Linked DNA regions of Capra hircus: region 1 is linked to region 2. The links are chromatin contacts, called in public Hi-C maps. All regions are on one chromosome and are shown on one strand. The core of a region is the stretch at or near the end of the contact, and the rest is flanking DNA. Distances in the headings are between cores, read along the strand shown.

Evidence for each region. Hi-C and Micro-C count contacts between places; a contact is called where the count stands out from the background.
Region 1: a Hi-C map of blood shows a contact between it and region 2, with 3 times the contacts expected there. The contact joins the enhancer-like site here to the promoter of IL12B in region 2. A contact is called at or near these places in 2 of 5 Hi-C or Micro-C datasets (both in blood).

Annotation. Positions count from the first base shown.
Region 1 is chr7:39,843,482-39,846,326 of ARS1.2, reverse strand. RNF145 (RING finger protein 145) reads right to left here. Exons shown (of 13, transcript XM_018050097.1): 13 at 125-1,733. The coding sequence ends at 1,350. Among named protein-coding and RNA genes, the nearest start is that of EBF1, 42 kb to the left of the region's middle. Within about 2 kb of position 1,561, at least 1 of the 5 cell types and tissues checked has an H3K27ac peak or open chromatin away from gene starts, as enhancers often do.
Region 2 is chr7:39,673,123-39,676,425 of ARS1.2, reverse strand. IL12B (interleukin 12B) reads right to left here and starts at 1,571. Exons shown (of 7, transcript NM_001285700.1): 1 at 1,484-1,571. The coding sequence starts at 1,571.

The DNA of each region.
Region 1 (2,845 bases), core at 312-2,811, 170 kb before region 2:
TCTGCCGGGCATTTTCTGACAGGGATCAAGATATCAGAAGCCCAGCTGGATAAGCAAAACCTCCTAAGAAAAGAATTTCGGCAAGACACTTTACAATAAAAATCACTACAGGAAAAAAACACTGTTATCTTCAAATTTAAATTTATTAAGACATTCAGCTATGTCAGTCTACATCCAAATCTGCTACTAAAAATAAAATAAAGTCACATCCCACATTAGGAATACCAAGTTGAAAAACACTTTTTGAGCCAAGCCTATTGTATAAATAAATGACTAGTTTCTTTTCATATCAAAATTTCCATAAAAAATTACATTCCCCCCTCCCTAGTTCTACCTGTAACCATGATGAATGTAAAAATTTAAATATGACACATCCTTGTCAAAGAAAAGGTGCAAAGTCTATTAACAGCTTTAAAAGTGGCATTTGCAGTGTGATCATACGTTATGTACTCATTCCCCAAGTGCAAATATTGCCATAATTTAACACTGCTTTGATTCAGTTGCCAAGAATTAAACATTACACAGGATTGGAAAGTACACTCAGGGCCTTTCTCAGTGCCCTAAAGCCCTTCCCACTTTGGTCTCCTACACTAACGTGGACTCCAAAGTGTTCATTAGAGTTTTAGTTTACTTCACACAGCCAACACAGTATACAGTGTATTAACAAAAGTTTCATATACATCAAAATATTGAAGACTCCATCATAAAGTTCAAGAGTCTCGGATTACATGAATGCACCCGCAAGGCCCACGTGCCCACCCACCCCCTCCCCCAAAGCACATACGAAGTATGAGCCTGCTTCAATCTTTGAATACAATCAATGCTTTTACATCTTTGATTTCATTTCAGTGCTGTACAGATAATCACCTGACGGAGTTCCAATTAACTGAGGGGAAAGGGGGCGGAGAAAAAGGGCTGGTCACACTCATACTCTGTAACAAGAACGGTCCTGTTCCGTAGAAAGTGAAGGATCAGTTCCACCTCTGCCTGCTGCCTCCTGTGCCGTCCTCATGCTTGCCATCCTCCTTCCTTTAGCCCCTTTCAGATGCTCCAATCTGATTTTATTTATCCCTTACAAATCAGGGGCTGTTTCTGAAGTTCCTGAGGTTGAATTTTCTTGGCAAACCTCTACTGAACACCAGCATAGGATATATACATTTTGATTAGCATACACTGCAAAACTTTCTCCCCCAGTGTCAAGGAGATGAAAGCAGGGGGTCTCCACTGAGAGCACTTCCTGGATTAGATCCTTGGAATGTCAAGTTTCCTGCCGAATCACCTCATACATCTGCTCCTCAAATCTGGGCAGATTCCACCGTGAGTTAACTTCATCTCCGGAGAGTGAAGTGCTACTCCTGCTGCTTCTCTTCTAGGCCGACCTCAACAGGAAGAGCTTCATCTTCTGCACCAGGAGGATTTTCCTTGGGATCACAAGTCCCTTCCTGGCTATCTGATCTTCTGGCAATGCCCTCGTCCTTATCCCTAGAACCTTCTTGTGCCCCAGACCCCCGAGGCCGCTCCTGGCCTGGGGCTTCAGTACCTCCCTGGAGCGCGTGCTGCTCGGCTCCAGCGGGAGGCTGTGGAACCGGGTCAGCGCCTAACCCAGGCAGCTGCGAGGAGTTCTTGAGGTGGCAGTGGCACAGAGGGCAGGTCTCCTGGACATACAGCCACTTTTTGAGACAGCCTGCGTGGAAGAAGTGACTGCAAGGTGTGATCACGGCAGATTTCATGTCCTAAAAAGGGGGGAAAGAGATAGCTCAGGAAGGTCTGTTGTCTAAAACCTTTGCCGCTATGCATGTGTTCTAGTTCCAACTTTCCTTTCCTACAAAGTCTCCATAGAAAATCTGTAACACAGATCTTACAATAAAACTCACTGTGTTTGTTTGCAATAATCCTCTTGCCATCAGAACCCCTTTATACAAACAAAACAAGAACCACTGGCTAAGCAATTTCTAAAAGGAAGTAAAAACCAAACATGAGGAAGAAAAGACCCATGTAACTGGGTTCTGTCTTAGTGTGAACACAAAGGTATAAACCTGTAGCGGTTTGATTACTGGGTCTCCATGAGTATAATCGGAACCTCAGGAGATCTGATGAAGATGGGACTTTCTCCATTTTTCGCTTCTACACAGCTCAACAGATTATTCCATGAGATTATTGGCAAGGAGACAAAATCAGTCAGATAACACCAGGGTATTGGCAAGGAAGTGGCAACTTCGTCAGGGACAATGTACATCCCAGTTTCCACAATACAAGCCAGTGTTTCTCGGCATGCATCAGAACCACCGGAGTGCTTGCTAACCATGCACATTCTGGGGCCATCCCAGACCTTCTGATCTGGCTATCTGAAGATGGCATTCACAAATCCACAGGTACAGCAGGCCACCCGTGGGACTTTAATGCACATTTAAGCTCAATAACCACTGGAATAAGCAGTGGTATACTTTGCACTAATAGTCCCTGTGTAAGATATATTTGCGAAGGGAAAGCTGAGGATATGAAATTTATATTGTAACAATACACATTTGTGAATCAACTATTAATTGTGTCTAAAGTCCCAAAACATGGAGTTGTGGCTATTGCAGAAATTCCTTGCCAAGAACCGGTAACACCTGGGAGTGGACTTTAAAGCAGAAAGCCATCCAAGGAAGAGCAGCCAGCTGGGAAGGTAAGCAATTCGAGTTTCGTTTTCTGTGTGGTGTCAGCAGGCAGTCCAGGCACCTCAAAAAAAGTGATGTGACAACGGGAAACACAAAAAGAGGACTCTCAAGTCCCAGAGATGGTATACTTAGACATCGGCAGCTGAAGCTGGTGTGCCTCGAATCTGCCTCTGCCGTGCTTTGTC
Region 2 (3,303 bases), core at 322-2,821:
TCATTGTTTCTCACTTTGACTTTCCGGAATTTCTGTGGTTTACCAAATCAGAAGTAACTAAGGGCAGGCTATGCAAGGGCCATACCTCCTGAGCTCGCTCAAAATCCCAGAGCTGGAAGGGTTTGGAACAGTCATCTGGCTCAGACCTTTCTCTTTATTCAGGGGAGGGTCTAAAACTCTCAGACTCTCCTGAGGCAGAGTAGGGATGGTTGGATCCTTGTCTTCCATAAATTTTTAAGAACAGAGGAAGAGCCCCAGATTTCTTTCAGGGATCCATTGTAGTGTGTTCTCCTCACTACTGAAAGATGGTTTCTCACGATCAGCTGCAATGTCTTCATTTTAAATGCAAGCCTATTTCCTCTTGCTCAGCTGTCTGAGGACGGAGGAAACAATTGCTTCATGTCCTTCGGGTAAAACCTTCTTCAAATACTTCAGCGCATAAGCATTGAAGTGAGACAGAATTGGGGTTAAGTTTCTGTTCCACCCTTACGCGGTGAAATTTGGTAAGTTACTTAATCTCTACATCCTCTACTTTTAACATCTGTAAAATGGAGAATAAACAGTTCCTATCTCTTATGGTTGTTGTGAGAATTAAATGAGATGCTGTTTCCAATAAACATTATTATTATACAATTAAAGACAGTAATTGTCTATGTTATTACATTGACATCAAAGAGAAATATCTGAGGGCTTTTCAGAAACAGCTAACAATCTGTTAATACATATTTGTTATATGTGAGATACTAGAAGGATAGAGGGAATCCCTTATTCTAATAATAATTTTTATTGATCACTGGGATAATAAATAGATGGCCTTCAATCACCAGACACATTATTTTAAACAACCAAAACAATAATACTAGCTAACATTCACTGTCACTTCGTCATCTGTTGAGTTGTCTTCTGTATTCACTAGTATATTTAATAATCTTTGTAGTAGATATAACTTCATAATTTTCAGTTTACTTGAGGGAACTCAGGCTCAGAGGTGACCCAGCTCAAGGTCACATAACTAATAAGCGGCAGAATCAGCCCTGAACAGAAGTCAATGAGGGTCTAAAATCCCATGCTTTCCCCAAAGTGCTTGGTTAGAGGTAAGTGATCTCAGTGCCAACTGAGGGGCTGATATTGCATGGTGGAGTGGAAGACATAGTTCTTATACTTTTCAAATCCCTCACTTTGGAATTTTAATCATATGATACAGCTGATTTTTAGTAATACTGGTAAAGTCTGTATCTCTTTTCCTACCATAGTCCACCAAAAGCTCCTTCTCTGACATTTAATGTGAGAGCCAAACAATATAGATACCCTCAAGCCACACAATACAGATATCCTCAAAGGTGGAACAAGGACAGAGGGCCGCTGTTATCCCAGAGTGAAGCCCCAGTGCCTGCCCATTTCAGTCTAATTTCTCAACAGGACTAACTGACAGTCCTGGCTTAGGCCCTGGGACCTTCAGAGAGAATCAGGAAAGGCTGGTTACCATTTTTCTCCAGTTCCCATATGGCCACGATGGGAGATGCCAGCAAAACCAGGGAAAACCAGGAAACGACCAACTGCTGAGGGTGCATCTGCATGAGGGGCAGAAACAGAGGAGGAGAAGGAAGAAAAGAAAAAAGAAGAGCAGGCGTAGGAGAAGACAAAATGTCAGTAGTTACACAGTCACATTTGGAAAGCATATTCACATTCTGTGTATTCCATTTGTCTTTAATCTTTATCTTCCACTTCCTTCTGTGCTGTCAGGTTAATTTGCAGTGAATTCCAGGAGCCCTCTGCCAGTCTCCGGGTAAGAACATCTCCAAACAGAAAACCACAGATGATCTGGAGCTGAAGGAGACCTAAGGCCAGCCATCTGATACAATCCTCTTATTTTTAAGATGAGAAACCTAAGGCTCAGAGAAGGAGCGTAACTTGTCTGGATTGACATTCAGTCATTACTTGCTCCCTATGTAGAGGGTACTGAGCTAGAACAGCTGAAACTGAAAAGGATTTTTACCTGGATCCTGACTTCCAGGAGCAAATAGTTTCATTCAACAAGTATTTCTTAAGTCACTTTGTTAACTGCCTATCCTCCAGTTGGGGAAATAAGCTACATATCCGTATTACTGTAGCACAAGGCAGAATGTGCAAGGACACCCAGGACTATAGGATCTACGTTGTGGGGCGGGGGAGTCAGATTTGAAGTGACCTTTCAAGTTCTGGCAATGAGTTCAGCCCTTGTTAAAGAAGTTTCCTTTCTCTCCTGTTTAGGCTGTAATTGTTCCAAACACAAAGATTATTTCCTCCCATGTAAGGTAACCAGTGGTTCTCAAACTTCAGTGTATGTCGGAATAACATAGAATCCTTGCTAAAGCACAGACTGTTGACCCCACCCCCTACCTTGACCCTAAAATAACTAATTCAGCAGTCTGGGTGTGGGAATCTGCATTCCTATAAGCTTCCAGGGGAGGCTGATATTGCTGGTCTGAGGACTACTCTTCAAGGTCCATTGATTTAACACATGTCCAGGGTCCAGAGCCCCTGAAAATCAAGAAGTTCCTTGGGAGAAGACCATAAAATACTGAATATTCACCACAGAGTAATTAAATGCATACTTTTGTGCTAAATTAGCCATGTTATAGTGAATTCGCCATGTTACAGTGAAACTCAGTCAAGATTAGTATTCAGGGTTTATGAAAATTTTCAGACTGAAAATTAGATGGAGATTGTTATTTATTTTCAATCGGACACACCTCTATCCATCTTGGCTCTCCAATGTTTCTGTAGGAATACAGCTTCAAAAACCAATGGGCTATATGAAGACCAGACTCAAAAGGTTTTTGGCGAAATACCTTAAAAATAAGCACCCCTTGGTCAGGGTGATGAAATATTGACAAATCATGGCTGTCAGAATGATGCTAATCCTGGGGGCACTTTGCCACCTACTTTATTTCCTTATATTATAAAGGTTATGAGTGGCAAAGTCAGGACTAGAAGTCAGCCCTTCCTGAGCACCGTCAGCACTCTTGTCGCTGAGGCATGGAACTTTCAGGGGCACATCTATCAGTTTAGTTCAAGCTGTGACTGTAGTGAAGTTCTAGTTGCCACAGAGGACCAGTTATTACATTTGCAGGCATGGAGTCCAGCAGCATGGGCTTGAATTCTGGTTTGAGCACTCACTAGTTGTTTATATTGGCCAAATTACTCTCTGAGCCTCAGTTTCCTCATCTATAAAATGGGTATAAGACCCATTTCAAAGCATTGTTGAGAGAATGCAATGAGATGACATATTATAGAAGCCAATCAAACATATTAGCTTGTACC